Regions from separate parts of the Oryctolagus cuniculus genome. Here region 1 is linked to region 2. Evidence: chromatin contacts called from public Micro-C data. All regions are on one chromosome and are shown on one strand. Each heading gives the region's core, a stretch centred on a gene start, on an enhancer-like site or on the middle of the called end of the contact. The rest is flanking DNA. Distances are from core to core; before and after follow the strand shown.

Region 1 (7,647 bases), core at 1,748-4,247, 44 kb before region 2:
TGATGAAGATGCAGAAAGCTATGCCAGAGAGGAGAAGACAAGGCTAAACAGAGAGTCGATCTCTCTTCCAGGGGCTTCTGCCCACGTGGGAGACCCGCACTGCAGGCAGCAGTTTCACCCACCACGCCACAGCGCTGGCCCCACACATCACTTTCTTCCTGCCTCCGTTTCCCTGTGCCCTGCAGCTTTGTCAAGCTGGTGTTTCCGTGTTGAGGTGGCATTTCACATCTCTTTTCTCCCTGAAGTGTTTTGGAAGTCTGTTTCCGTTCTTCCGGTTGCTTTTTTCTCCTCTCCTTTGTCCTCTCCGCTCTGTGAGTTTATCTGTTTCCCAGTTCCAATCTGTCTCCTCACAAGCACAGCTTCAAGTCTGTCTTGTTTAAGGCTGCACTCTGAGTGCTTAGTATCAGGTGATCGATACGGGTTGCATGTTTGACAAGTAAATGAATAATCTCAGAGATAAATGATTTTATCCCAAAGAAAGGATGTTAATGGTGGAATTTCAGGCAATGTTATAGAAAAAAAAAACTCTTGGGTGGTATTCTTTTGAATTTGTTCATAGTAGGCAATGCTAAATTCTTCCTTTCCCCACTTTGTACATAATTTTAAAAATATTTGGATATTAACTCTAATTCACCTGCTCAGATTTCTTTTTTTTTTTTTTAGATTTATTTATTAATTTGAAAGGCAAAGTTACAGAGAAGCAGAGAGAGCAAGAGGTCTTCCATCTGCTGGTTTACTCCCCAGATGGATGCAAGGGTCGGATATGCGCTGACCTGAAGCCAAGAGCCAGGGCCAGGAGCTTCTTCCGGGTCTCCCATCCAGGTGCAGGGGCCCAAGGACTTGGGCCATCTTCTACTGCCTTCCCAGGCCATAGCAGAGTTGGATCGGAAGTGAAGCAGCTGGGCCTGGAACCAGCGTCCACATGGGATGCCGGCAGTGCAGGTGGCAACTTCATCTGCTATGCCACAGAGCCAGCCCCTGGAGTTCCTGTTCTAATACAAATTTTTGAGCTACTGTTTAGGTTTCTGTTTAAGAGTTTTTTTTTTTTTTTTTAAGTTCATTGTTAGGTACTAAGGTCATTTTTTTTTTCCAAAGAGCTTTACTTTATTCTCAGGAATTAAGAGGAAATAAAAAAATTTGTCCTGTTTTTTGACTCAGCTTCTGTGGTCTTTGTTTTTTGAGAGGCAGAGAGACAAAGAGCTCCCATCCTCTTCTCTCCCCAAATGCCCATTAACAGCCAGGCTGTGGGTGGCAGGCACCCAACGACTTGGGCCGGCACTGCTGCCTCCCAGAACCTGCACCAGCAGAAAGCTGGGATAGGGAGTGGAGCTGGGACTTGGACCGAGGTAGCGGATGTGAGTGTCCACACGGGGCCAAACACTTGCCCCCGGAATGTGCTTTTGATGCTCCTCAGCTAACAGGGGTGTCTGGAAGTCAGGCAGGGCTGGTTTTCCAGAGGTCAGAGCTGGGACTGGAAGCCGGGCACTTTGGCAAGGGAGGCAGGCATTGTCACTGCCGGGCCGGCTGCTGGCCCCCAGCCTCACTTGGTGTAGATGTCAACCGCAGATTCCTCTCTTTTCCCTAGGCTTGATTTTCGTCAACCGCCTGTTTCTTTCCCCCTTCACTATTATGCAATTCCCAGAGTTGTTGGGGGAGGTGCCTGGCTTAGAACTCCAAGGCAGCTGGAGAGAGTGAGGGCAGGTGGGGTTGGAGAGCTCAGATGAGTGTAATTATGGGCCATTGATACTGGCCGTTTGGTTTCCAAAGTCTGTTGTCACGTTTTTGTTTTAATACATTATTTCTCCTGCTTAGCACTATTCAGAAAAAAACCCTTTTTTTGGATGCTTGTATTTATTTGAAAGGCAGTGTGGGGGAGGAGGGGAGAGAGAGGGAGGAGGGAGAGGCAGAGAGAGAGAAAGGGAGAGGGAGAATGAATCACATATCTGCTGGTTCACTCCCCCCAGATGCCCACAATGACCAGGGCTGGGCCGTGGGGTGACCAGGAGCCAGAAATCCCATCCAGGTCTCCCCCATGGGTGGCAGGGGCCCAAGCACCTGGGCCACCCTCTGCTGCCTCCCAGGTGCACAGGGGCTGGTAAAGGCTGTCACTTTCTTGTCTTCCTTGTAATTTCCGGCTTCAGCTGAGCTTCCCGATTTGTATCTGCGGAATTTCTTTCTGCAGCTTGACTTCTTCCTGGCAGGTTTTTTTTTCGCGGCCTTTGCAGGCTTTTGCTCTCCTTGGCTCACATTTGCAGGGCTTTTCAAGGGGCCGAAGGGGTTGACTGTTCATGGTTTTTGGTGGCCCCCAGGTGTCCAGCACGTTGACTGTTACTGTACTGAGGAGGAACCCGTCCCCTGGAGACCCTCCTCCCAATTTTTAACATTTTTTAATTAAAAAAAAGTTTTTTTTTTTACCATTCTCTATGTCTTACAAATTTTTTTTTACCGTTCTCTATACTTACTCATTTTTCTATTTGTTTTTACTATTCTCTATACTTCTCTAATTTTTTTTTTTCTGATTACGAAGAGATGCAGGCTCACTAAGGATCTAAGCAGCCACGTCACCTATCTCACCTGGGTGACAACACCTGCAAGGCTGCGAAGCCTCGGGCGGCGTTTCCAACAACGCCATTCTCCGCGTTCACACGCAGCTCTACGGCCAGCGGGCGAGCGAAGCTGGGGGGTCCTGGGCTCCCCCAGACAAGCAGCGCACCCCACAAAGGCCCGGGAACCTGCGGGAAGAGAACCGGGCGGCCGGGGGGCGGAGTTAGCGCTGACTGCGGCTGGGAGGGCGGAGCCTCACCGCCGTCACCAATCAGGGCTCCGCTTTGTTTTCTCCGCCCGGCCAATGAGGGAGTTCCACCGGAGGGGCTGTCTGCGAATTTGAGACGCCCACCGTGGCCGCAGCCTATCAGCAGGCGCCTCTGACGTAGCGTCCGCGAGGCTCCCGCCCCCCGCGGGCGGCTGCGGCCACGCCCCCGCGGCCTCGGCACCGCCCCCCCGAGGGAGGGGGCCCAGGCGGTTCCTCCCCGGGCTGGAGGTGGGGGCCGCCGGGCTGCCGCCGGGCTCCAACGTCTGCGCCCGCCGCGGAGTCGCCGAGCCCGCGGGCTGCTGATTGTTCCCTTTGGCGGCGCCTCCGGAGCTGCGGGACCCGGGGACTCGCAGCGGCCGGAGCGAGCGCGCTCCCCCACAGACCACCGCCCGCCGGGAGCCAGGTACTTGGGGGGCGCGCGAAGCCGAGGCGCGGGGTCGGCGCCCGGGTTTGCAAGGTCGGCGGCGGCCGGGCCGAGCGGGGCGGCGGGGCCCCTCGCCCTCCGGGAGCCTCTCCCGGCGCCGGCACCTTGCGCGGCGGTGGGGGTGGGGTGGCGCGCGTGCAGGTGCGGGGCTCCGCGGGACGCGGGCGCGGGCTCCCGGCGGGTGGGAGAGCCGGGAGCCGGGAGCGGGGAGCCGGGGAGCCGGGTGCGGTGTGTGTGTGCGCCTATTTCTTCCCCGCCTCGGGTCGTGTTGAGGCGCCCTGCGGCGTGCGGGGTGCTCGCTGACGTCTTCCACTCGTGCGCTGCGGTTAGAAACTCAAAGCGGCCTTTCCCGCGAGCTGGCCCGGGGGCTTCCCCCGGCGTGGACCCCCGTGGCGTGGCTCGCCTGTGGGTGGGCGGGGCGTGGGCGCCGCCCCGGGGGACACCTGGCCCTCCCCGGGTGTGCCCGGGTACACCTGCGCCCAGGTACACCTGCCACCCGGGCGGCGATACTTTGCCCGTGGTGGAGTATCAGCGAGTTTGCCTCACGGAGGGAGAAGCCCCACGCGCAGGGTGTCTGCAGCGGTGGCCCCCGGGGAGAGACAGCGTGCCGTCCACGCGGGTTCACTTGGGTCCCGCGAACTGCGTGTCCCTGGAGGGCGTCTCCCGGAGACGCTCAGGGCTGTGCGCTCCTGGTGAGGCCCATTTCACAGCTGACAGCTCCGCAGGCCTCGGATTCCCGCCCTGTTTGACCCCTGAGCGCCTTTAATCCCAGGGCTGGGCCAGGGTTCCCACAGCCCAGCTGAGCTCCTACAGCCAGGTCTGATCACGTGGGTCCAGGTGATTTGCAAGTAAAGAAATCCTGGTTCTTAGGGCTTGTTCCCTTGTCTCTCCCCCCACCCCCGCCACCCCACCCGCAGTTTGCTAAGATGTTTGGAATTTCACCAGAAAGGTAATTTTCCACACAGGCAAAAAGAATCCAAACCAAACACAACTTAGTGTTCTTGTGTGCAAATCTGTGTTTTAAATTTTGGGAAGTTTACGTGGTCTGGCTTCTGAATTGACTTGAAATAGTATGGTAAACGCGGATGGAGCCTACTGCACTTTGACTTCTGGCTTTGGTGTGCGAAGTCTCGATGTTTGTAGAGGGCGGAAAGAATAATTTCCTAATTGGAATAACTCAAGGGTGTGTGGGGGTCAGGGTGGAGCTGGCGTCCACGCTGGGGTGATGTCAAGGTTTCGGAAGCTCCAGGGTACTGCTGGGTTATCCGCCCACTAATGTGATTAGTTATAGGAACAAGGGCGTGCCTTGTGGATGACTGGATGGGAACTCCACTGAGGGGGAAGCAGTCCCTAGTTTGCCCCCAACCCGTGCAGTCTGTTATGTGTTGCACGCACATTTTGGCATAACTTCCGCAGGCCTGTGGGTGTAGCTCTGCCTTGATTTCCCTGCTGGCTTATTTATGCTTGGTCGCCTTTTCCTTAACGTTTTACTCTCCTGTCAAGTTAAAGCTGCCAGCGCCCAAGCACACATTTCCATTAAGAATCCTGCCGCGTCTGTTAAAGGAAACAGTTCTTCTCCTGGTGACTCCAGCCTGGTCATCCAGTTTCTGTTGGTGAAGTACTTGCCTGGATTCTTGCCTCACAGCCCCCAGATGCTCCCTGATTTTCAAGGATTCTGATTTGTTTCTTCTCCCTCTTTGCCCTCCCTCCCCCTCCCTCCCCCCCTGTCTCCATTAAAATTAATCAATCACAACATGACTTGGCTTCCATTAGAGGGTGCACTGGATGCTGCTAATTGGAGATTTCAGATAGTTTTTTTTTCCCCTCTTTTTCAAGATTTTATTTATTTATTTGAAAGAGAGAGAGAGATTGAAGGAAGCTTCTCCTGCTGGTTCACTCCCCAAGTGGCTGCAACAGCCAGGACTGAGCCAGTCTGAAGCCAGGAGCTTCTTCCAGGTCTCCCACATGGGTGCAAGGGCCCAAGCACCTGGGCCGTCTTCCACTGCTTTCCCAGGCCACAGCAGAGAGCTGGATCGGAAGTGGAGCAGCTGGAACCGGCGCCCATATGGGATTCACCCGCTATGCCACAGCACCGGCCCCCAAGACGATTCTTTTTCTTATAAACATCTCATGGTCAGAGATGCAGACATACTGCAACATATCTGTCATCACTGCACTCAGAATTGCCATGAGTACCTTTGTCCCTTCAGGGGATTTTCTGAAATGAGATGATGTGGAAGGAACAAGTAGCTTAACTTAAAGTAAAGGAAATTGTTAGTAATTTCAGAAAAAGCCCCTGCTAAAAAGCTCTTTAGTTCTCCCTGTGGGTCAGGAACCCAGATCAGAATGTAGATTTATTTGTCTTTATTATGCATTCTTATATATTTTTAAATGGATTGTGTTTTATTTAAATCTACATTTTTAAGGATTTATTTATTTGAAAGAGTGATGGGGTGGGGGAAGACAGAGTGAGACAATTTTTTTTTAAAGGTTTATTTATTTACTTGAAAGTCAGTTACACAGAGAGAAGGAGAGCAGAGAGGCAGAGAGAGAGAGGTCTTCCATCCGCTGGTTTACTCCCCAATTGGCTGCAACAGCTGGAGCTGCGCTGATCCAAAGCCAGGAGCTAGGAGCTTCTTCCAGGTCTCCCATCCAGGTGCAGGGGCCCAAGGACTTGGGCCATCTTCTGCTGCTTTCCCAGGCCACAGCAGAGAGCTGGATTGGAAGTGGAGCAGCCAGGACTCAAACCAGCGCCCATATGAGATGCCGGCCCTGCAGGCAGCGGCTTTACCCACTACGCCACAGCGCCGACCCTGAGACAGATCTTCTGTCTGCTGGTTCCCTCCCCAAATGGCAACAACTGCGACTGGGCCAGGCTGAAGCCAGAAGTCAGGAACTCCATCCCATGTGAGTGGCAGGGACACAGCACTTCGGCCATCCTCTGCTGCATTCTCTGGTGTCTTACTAGGGAGCTGGATTGGAAGTGGAGCTGCTGGGCCTTGCACACTGGGCTCTGATATGGGATGTTTACTGGGTTACAACACCTGGCACTTGTAGGTTAAATCTTAGGTGCATTGGGACAGAGCTCTGGGGACACTTTGCTTTCTTAGATGACTGATTCAAGTGGCAAAGTGGGTGTATAGTGAGATTATTTGATACCTACTAGGAACGGATGCAGAAGTGAAAATTTACTTTTCTAGGCATGTAAAACTTTCTTGAACTTTCATTTGATAAATATATTTTTTCATTATAATATGTTTTTTGAGGATTTACTTATTTATTTGAAAAGCATGTTACAGAGAGAGAGAGGCACAAACGCAAGAGAAATCTTCTATCCATAGGTTCACTCCCCAGATGGACGTAATGACTGAGTTTGTGCCAGGCCAAAGCCAGGAGCCTGGAACTCCATCCGGGTCTCCCATGTGAGTGGCAGGAGGATAAGCACTTGGGCCATCATCTGTTCTTTTCTCAGGCACATTAGCAGGGAGCTAGATTGGAAGCGCACCAGCCGGGACTCAAATCGGTGACCCTGGTACTCATATGGAATACTGGCATCGCAGGCGGTGGCTTAACCTGCTGTGCCACAGTGCTGTCCCCACTGTAATCATATTAATAAGCGGCTTGCTTAACTTAATAAAAGAGAAGGGAAGTGTTCGTCTCTCTGGCTGCTGATAGGAGCCCGTCAGGCCAGGCTGGTGACAGAATGAATAGGAAACAGCTGTTGCTTTGATAAAAAGCCATATACATCCATTTTCAGTACGGACACGGCAATGCTCAAGCCGCGGGAGGACCCTCGGGGATGGCTGCATTTTGTGAGGTGTTCCAAGAGCACACTGGATCAGAGCTGAAGCCAGGCGAGCTCATTCGGTGGTTGGCGCGTGTTTATTTCCTTAGCCCTGACACCAGGCTGGGGAGGAGAGTCCTGGTAATGTTTCTTAGAAGTGCGCCTGGTTCCAGGGTGCTGGCGACGTGCCAGGGGGAATTGGAAGCAGGCTGCGTCTTCCAGTGAGGTGCTTCTTGGCCATGTGGCCAGGCCGAGGTGGGGCACGGAAAGGCTGGTGGTCGTGAATAGCTGGACGTGTGACAAAGCCACCCTCAAGCCAGCTTCTCTCTGAAGACTTCATGCTGGTCCAGAAGCATCTTAAGTCAGGTTTCTTTAATTTAGAGGTCTGTTCTATTTATTTGGAGGTCAGAGTTAGAGGGAGAGATGGAGAGAGTGAGTGAGTTATCTTCCATCCGCTGCATCGCTCCAGCCAGGAACTCCATCTGGCTCTCCTACGTGGGTGGCTGGGCCATCTCCTGTTTTCCCAGGCGCATCAGCAGGGAGCCGGATCCTCTAAGGAGCAGCCAGGACTTGCAGGCAGTGGATGCCTGGGTTTATAACACGCCTGTGGTCCAGCCTGGGGCTGGG
Region 2 (7,860 bases), core at 5,189-7,688:
AGTGCCGGCGTCCCATATGGGCACCGGTTCTGCTCCCGGCTGCTCCTCTTCCCATTTCTGCTATGGCCTGGGATAGCAGTAGAAAATGGCCCAAGTCCTTGGGCCCCTGCACCCACGTGGGAGACATGGAAGAAGCTCCTGGCTTTGAATCGGCTCAGCTCCGGCCATTGCAGCCATCTGGGGAGTGAACCAGCGAATGAGAGACCTCTCTCTCTGTCTCTCCCTCTCTTCTGTAACTCGTTCAAATAAATAAAAATTAAATCTTAAAAAAAAAAAGGACCAGTGCTGTGACGCAGCTGGTTAAAGCCCTAGCCTGAAGCACTGGCATCCCATATGGGCGTCAGTTCTAGTCCCGGCTGCTCCTCTTCTGATCCAGCTCTCTGCTATGGCCTGGGAAAGCAGTAGAAGATGGCCCAAGTCCCTGGGCCCCTGAACCCACATGGGAGACCAGGAAGAAGCTCCTGGCTCCTGGCTTGGATCAGCTCAGCTCCGGCCGTGTGGCCATCTGGGGAGTGAACCAGTAGATGGAAGACCTCTCTGCTCTACCTCTCTAACTCTGTCTTTCAGATAAATAAATCAATCTTTAAAAAAAAAGGTTTATTTTATTTTATTTGAAAAATAGAGTGGGAGAGACAGAGACAGAGAGACAGAGACAGAGATCTTCCATCTGCTGGTTCACTCCCCAAATGGCCGTAACGGCCAGAGCTAAGCCCATCTGAAGCCAGGAGTCAGGGGCTTCTTCTGAGTCTCCCACATAGGTACAGGGTCCTAAGGACTTGGGCCGTCTTCTGCTACTTTCCCAGGTGCATTAACAGGGAGCTGGACTGGAAGTAGAGCAGCCAGGTCTCTGTCCGACGCCCATATGGGATGCCAGTGCAGTAGCCTGGGCCTTTAACCCCCTGTGCCACAGCCCCACAAAACATATTTATTAAGGAAGGAATAGGAATAGGAGAGCCTATTGAATTTTTGATTGTATCGTATTTGATTATATATCAAATGATTATAAAAATGATTTTAAATTCTCTCTCTCTCTGACATTCTGCCTATCCAAATAAATAAATCAAGAGATCTTAAAAACGAAAAAACGGGGGCCAGCATCGTGGCACAGCAGGGTAAGTGACCTCCTGCAATGCTGGTTTCCCATATCTGAGTGCTGGTCTGAGTCCCAGCTGCCTCACGTCTGATCCACCTCCCTGCTGATGTGATTGATGTGATGGTGGCCCAGGTGCTTGGGCCCCTGCTGCCCATGTGGGTGACCCGGGGTGGGGTTCCAGGCTCCTGGCTTTGACCTGGCTCAGCCCTGGCCATTGCAGCCATTTCAGAGAGTGAAGCCAACGGATGGAAGACCTCTCTTTCTGCCTCTTTCTCTGTAGCTCTGCCTTTCTGAGTAAGTGAATGAATCTTTGCATGTTTTTTCACCTTCTGTGGACAGAGTTTTATTGCTGATCCAGGTCCATGAGAGACGTGCAGAGCTCAGGAGTGGAGCCTTTCCAAGCACGGGACCTGATAGTATGAGAGTTATGTCCAGGGAGCAAACCTGGGTTTGCATGAAAATACCTGAGCAGGTTGTCTTGGGACATGTATTTGTCTCTCTTCCATCACCACAGCGAAACAGCTGAAGCTGTGTGCATGGCACGACGGGGAAGCCATAGAGCAGGGGAGGGCCAGCAAAGCCCCCCGAGTGGGCCCCACCTGTCACTGCTCCCTCTCTCCACCACCATCCCCACGCCGAAGACCGAGCTCTCCAGGCACTTAGACCGTGCAAACCACACTGGGGAGTTTTGTATTCCATCTTTTCCCGCATGCTTCGGTTTTCAGTGTTGTTAATTGTACAATAAGACTTGTTTCACCAGGCCCTGGCTTCCTGCCAGGCCCCGGATGAATGATAGGACACCCCATTTGTGCTGTGATGTGAAACATCAACCTGTACATGTTGCTTCTCGGTGCTCTGCGGACTCTGCCACTGTTGCTGCATTTTCACCTTCTGTGACCTTGATCTCACTAATCCAGAACCTTCTAAAGGGTTGTAGAAATCTCTGAAAGTCGTAGAGTTCCTGGGAGGTGTTTTTTTTTTTTTTTTTTTGGTATTAGTTTGTTATTACCACAGTGAAATACCTAAGAAAATCTACTTGTGGAGAAAGGAGGTGGATTTTGGAGGTTTGCAGTCTCCGATCCAATGGTTCTGGTGAGGCTGGAGGAAGATGGGGTGGGGTGTGTGCAGAGGACGGGGTCTCGGGTAGAGCCGGGGAGCAGGCAGAGTGCTGGGCTCAGCTCGGCTTCTATAACCAAGCCTCTCATGGAACTGCCTTCCTAGGGCACTCCCTGGGATCGAGCGTGCACCCTCAGTACCATCCACTTAGGTCTGTGGGGTCTACGTGTGTGCACGTGTCTGGGAGCCATCTCCTGCTTAGACCGTAGCCCATCTGTGTCCTTTCTGTGGACCAGGCTGGCATGGCTCAGAGGACTTCCAGTGACCATGGCCAAGTGTGGTTACCTGCATAGCCCTGGGTCTTTGTATTCATTTGTTTATTCTCAGCGTACAAGCGGCAGGCATCTCTCTGTGCCGGGTATTGTAGAAGATAATTATTGGGACTGTCGCTGTGGCATAGCGGGCCAAGCCTCCACCTGCAACACTGGCATCCTATATGGGTGCCGGTTTGAGCCCCGGCCGCTCCACTTCCAATGCGGCTCTCTGCTTATGTGCCTGGGAAAGCAGTGGGTGATGGCCTAAGTGCTTGGGCCCCTGCACTCACTTGGGAGACTCAGAGGAAGTTCCTGGCTGCTGACTTCAGACTTGCCCAGCCCGGGCTGTTGTGGCCATTTGGGGAGTGAACCAGTGTGTGAAGGAGCTCTCTCCCCCTCTTTCTCTCTGTAACTTTGCCTGTTGAAAAAAAAAATAAATCTTTATAACAATAACAATAGCAATAACAACAAAAACAAGATAGCTATTTATCTTTCCTTAAGGAATTTATAATTCAACGGAAGAGAAGGACACATAGGTACTTACATAAAGGTATAAGGTACAATGATAGATTACATGGGTCCTAAGGCTCAGGATGGAATTGTATGCCATAGTTGCTGTTTAATTTTTATTTTTTTCCCTCCATTTTTTTAAAAGATTATTTATTTGAAAGTCAGAGTTACACAGAGAGGAGAGGCAGAGAGAGAGACAGACAGACAGACAGACAGAGGTCTTCCATCCACTGGTTCACTCCCCAGTTGGCTGCAATGGCCAGAGCTACGTCGGTCCAAAGCCAAGAGCCAGAAGCTTCTTCCAGGTCTCCCTTGTGTGTGCAGGGGCCCAAGGACTTGGGCCATCTTCTGCTGCTTTCCCAGGCCATAGCAGAGAGCTGGATGGGAAGAGAGCAGCCGGGATCAGAACCAGCGCTTATGTGGGATGCTGACCCCGCAAGCCAGGGCATTAACCCGCTGCGCCACAGTGCCGGTCTCTTCCCTCCATTATTAAAAATGATTTTATTTCATCTGAAAGGCAGAGTTGCAGTCAGAGAAGGAGAGACAGAGAAAAAGAGAGATTTTCCCTCTGCTGGTTCACTCCCCAAATGGCTACAATGGCCAGAGCTGGACCCAGCTGAACCAGGAGCCTGGAACTCCATCCAGGTCTCCCACATAGATGGCAGTGGCGAATTAACAGGAAGCTAGATCAGAAACTGATGGGACACTCATGGCAGGGACTCAATCCCAGGCGCTTAGCCTGCTGCACCACTACGTCCACCCTGCTATTTAACCTTCCTAAGAGTGTTTTATTTTAAAAACATGTTTGTTTGTTTTGATTTATATCAAAGGTGGAGAGAAAGAGAGAGAGGAGATTTTCTACCTACTGGTTCACTGTCCACATTCCTGCAACAGCTGGGGCTGGGCCAGGCCAAGGCCAGAAGCCAGGAACTACATCTAGGTCTCCCATGGGGGTGGCAGGGACTCAGTATGTGGGCCAGCACCTGCTGCCTCCCAGGTACATTAGCAGGGTGCTGGATTGGAAACAGGCTCCATCTCATTCCTCTGCGGGATTGTCAGTATCCCAAGTGGATAACAAGAAAACAATAATAAAAAAAAGTCTTTTTTTTTTTTTTGCCTCAGGTTTTAATTATGTAAGATTTGAATACTCATTATGAAATTTTAAAAAGGACAAAGAATATAGACTAAAAATTTAGTCTCATTTTACATCCCAAACCCCCCACCCTGTTTGACTTTTATTTGTTCATTCATTTTATTTTTTAAGATTTATTTATTTCAAAGAGTTCCAGAGAGAGATTTTCTAATAGTTGGTTCACTCCCAGGTGGCCACAAGGACCAGGGCTGAGGCAGACAGAAGCCAGGAGCTCCATCCGAGTCTCCCACGTGGGTGGCAGGATCCCAGACACTTGGGCCCTCTTCCGCTGCTTTCCCAGGCCATCAGCAGGGAGCTGGATCGGAAGTGGAGCAGCTGAGACTGGAACCGGTGCCCATATGGGATGCCAGCACTGCAGACAGTGGCTCTGTCCCATCCATCACAAGCCGGGCCCCCTCATTTACTTTCTTCTGTAAACTGTTGCCTGATTGGTGGGCATTTGAGCCCCTTACCTTTTGCTTTTCCTGCTGTCAGCCATCCTTATGAGCATGCACGGGTCGCAAAGGCTCTGCAACAGTGTAAGCTCACCTGTAACTTGGTTTTCCGTGAGCATTCTGACCTCCCCTTGAACCTGCCGCGCCCTTGAGTACATTACCTACGTACTGTTGAGGTCTTTGGCCTAATAGACTTTTTTTTTTTTTTTTTTTTTTTTGATAGGCAGAGTGGACAGTGAGAGAGACAGAGAGAAAGGTCTTCCTTTGCCGTTGGTTCACCCTCCAATGGCCGCCGCGCCAGCACGCTGCGGCTGGGGCACCGCGCTGATCCAAAGGCAAGAGCCAGGTACTTATCCTGGTCTCCCATGGGGTGCAGGGCCCAAGCACCTGGGCCATCCTCCACTGCACTCCCGGGCCACAGCAGAGGGCTGGCCTGGAAGAGGGCAACCGGGACAGAATCCGGCGCCCCGACCGGGACTAGAACCTGGGGTGCCGGTGCCACAAGGCGGAGGATTAGCCTAGTGATCCGTGGCGCCGGCCATGCTTAATAGACTTTTATTCCAAACCTAACTGGAAACTCAAAAGGCTGGGGGAGTGTGGGGTTGGCCCTCACCTTGTCTACTTGGGGTCTGCAGAGGTCGGTCCTGTGGCTGCATTTGACCTTGGCTGTGCTTCAACTCCCTCCGTCCACCTTCCCCTCCTCTCCTGCCACTTGCACCCCCGTTGCTCCCATGGCATCGGGATGTGCTCCTTCCCACACTGTCCCACATTCCAGAATTTCTCTTTATACCGTGCCACTGGTGTCTTGTTGACCTGACTTGGGCACAGTCCCGCTTGTCAGGTTGGGGGAAATGGAGCAGGCGTGTCTGTCCGATAAGTAGCATTTTCAGCATTCCATCCCTGGATTCCCAAAGTGGATTTCCGTAGAGTGAGATTTCACTGGTCCCCAAACAAGTAAGATGCAGACTGTTTAGGATACTGCTAACGTCTCCCAGAACTCCCAGAACACAGGTGTTCATTCTATAAACTTGAGCGAGTGCTCTCTTGGATCCAGAAAAATGTCCCATTGAGCTCTGTGATTGGCGTTTTGTTATAATAGGCAGAGAAAAAATAGTTCCATAATAAGCTTGTAGAGTTAAGAAGAAAAGAGTCTTTATCCCTTTTCTATACATTTTTTTTAAACTTAGTTCCTTGGCATATAGAACAATGAGGACACAATAATCCAGAGGCTAGGGACAGTTGTGGTGCAGCAGGTTTAGCTGCTCCTTGGGACACCCGCATCCCACATCAGAGTACGAGGTTTGAGTCCTGGCTACTCCCCGCTCCTAATCCAGCTTCCTGCTAATGTGCCTTGTGGGCAACGGCAGATGGCCCAAGTACTTGGTTCCTGCACCCACGTGGGAGACTTGGATGGAGTCCATGGCTCCTGACCCAGCCCTGGCTGTTGCTGTTATTTGGGGAATGAACCAGTGGGTAGAAGACCTCTCTCTGCCTCTGCCTTTGTCTCTGTCTCTCCTCTCTTTATCACACTGCTTTGAAATAATTAAGTAAAGAAATAATCTTTAAATATTCAGAGCACAGAAGGGATAAAATGCAGCAATCCCCAGTTTCCATTTTACAACAAGTTCGTGTTTGTTAGTTGATACAGCTTCCTTCTAGAATCTTCCTTCTCTGCCACTATTCGATACTTGTTCTCAGAGCCACAATCCAGAGCTGTTTCATAGTTTGCCCCGTAGGAGGTTCTCCCCTTCATTTTGTGCAGATTTCTGGATTGCATGGGTTCTCCTCGAAGTTGTGTGTGTTCGTGCATGCCTGCGTGTGTGTGTGCGTGCGTGTGTGTTGGGGCACGCAGCCTGGTTCCCCGCCAGTGCTGAGCTGCAGTGAGTAAGGTGGCAAGTTTCGTCTTGTTTCAGCTCTCAGCCATTCTTGTGGTTGTGAGACGCACCCACCTTGTAGATAGCAGATTTGTTCTGCCCAAGCTTTGGTTCTGAGCTAGACCTGATTTCTAGTTATCTGTGTCATCCTTATTAGTTACATTTTGGATACATCTGCTGGGTAGGTTTTAGTAATTAGTCTCTCTTTTTTGCCTGTTATTTAAGGAACCGATTTTGGAATTCTTGGTACTAAAAAAGATAAGATCAAGCGGTTAGCTCAGGATGAGTCAGTACAGTTTCATTAGTTGCATTTGGCGTACTGTTGCAAAATTACTACTTAAGAGCAAGAAGACAATCCCTCGCCGGAACCTTTGTTACCGTAATGGCCTTCCTGAACAAGCTTTTATCTTCTTGGGCCCTTTCTTCCCTCTTTCCCATCCCAATTTGTTCTTGAGGGATTAGGACAGAGAACGCTTAGTGCTCCAGCAACCCAACACTGCCATTTAGCCAGCTGCTCCCGACTTGCACAGCTATGATTTCACTGCCAGCGATTTTAGCTAGTTTGTGAAATTAGCAGCCTTAGAATAAATGTTCCCCCCGCGGTTTACAGGAGAGGAAAAAAGAGTCTTTTTGAGACACGGTCACAGTGTCTTAGTCCAAGGAGATTTTATATCTGTATCTATCTATATGTATAGATATATATCTATAGTGCAATTGAAGATAATTCACAGAGGAGTGGATAAAGCAGAAATAGCCCATGTGAGGTCTCCAGGGGTCATGCTGTGTCACATGCAGTGAGAAGTTAAGGAAGTGGATTTTGTTGTTGTGAATTTTCACAGCAGCCGGGGGTGGGGGGAGTGGGGGTGGGGGTGGGGGGGGGAGTGGGGGTGGGGGGTGTGTGTGTGTGGTGGAGGAGTGGGGGGTGGGGAGGAGAATTGTGAGCGTTTCTCCACCAGGGTCTTCGCAGGGTTCCTGGGTGTAGACATCGAGGTGTGCTGTCTTTTCTCTTTCTCTTTTCTTGAGGTTGGCCCCAGGTCTCAGGTGCTGAGAGATCAAAGTCCTCCCGGTTTGTAGGTCTCCCTCATCTTTGTAGTTTTTTGTGCTTATCTCCTGAGCTCTCCTGGCTGCCTCTTCTCACTCTGGCAACCTGGGGGGTGGGGGGGGTGGGGGGCATTTGTGGCCACAAATCCTTCTGTCATTGCTGTCACTTTCCCCTGGAGGGCTTATCTTTTACGGAAAATCAGAAACCATCCGGATCTTCAAAGAAATGCAGATCAGACAGATGAGAAGATCTCCTTTCTAGGAAGTGCAGCAGCTGCTAGCCTGGGGGTTTCAGCCCTGGGGGGGGGGAGGGAGGGAAGCTTTTGCTGGTTGACGTCACTTAAACAGGTTCCACTTTTAAAGAGCCCTAAGCCTGTTGATCTCC

The links. A called contact is a pair of places that touch in the nucleus more often than the background predicts.
Region 1: a contact with region 2 is called in a Micro-C map of ear pinna, with 2.7 times the contacts expected there. The contact joins the promoter of MPP7 here to the enhancer-like site in region 2. A contact is called at or near these places in 2 of 6 Hi-C or Micro-C datasets (ear pinna and an unstated tissue).

What each region holds. Positions count from the first base shown.
Region 1 is chr13:100,186,775-100,194,421 of mOryCun1.1, reverse strand. MPP7 (MAGUK p55 scaffold protein 7) reads left to right here and starts at 2,997. Exons shown (of 19, transcript XR_011381720.1): 1 at 2,997-3,215. It overlaps LOC138845074 (a long non-coding RNA gene), which reads right to left and starts at 2,775. Exons shown (of 2, transcript XR_011381800.1): 1 at 2,575-2,775; 2 at 644-992.
Region 2 is chr13:100,146,144-100,154,003 of mOryCun1.1, reverse strand. All of the region lies in intron 1 of MPP7 (MAGUK p55 scaffold protein 7), which reads left to right. Among named protein-coding and RNA genes, the nearest start is that of MPP7, 41 kb to the left of the region's middle. Within about 2 kb of position 6,438, at least 2 of the 8 cell types and tissues checked have an H3K27ac peak or open chromatin away from gene starts, as enhancers often do. A contact at or near this core is called in ear pinna, where this site is marked.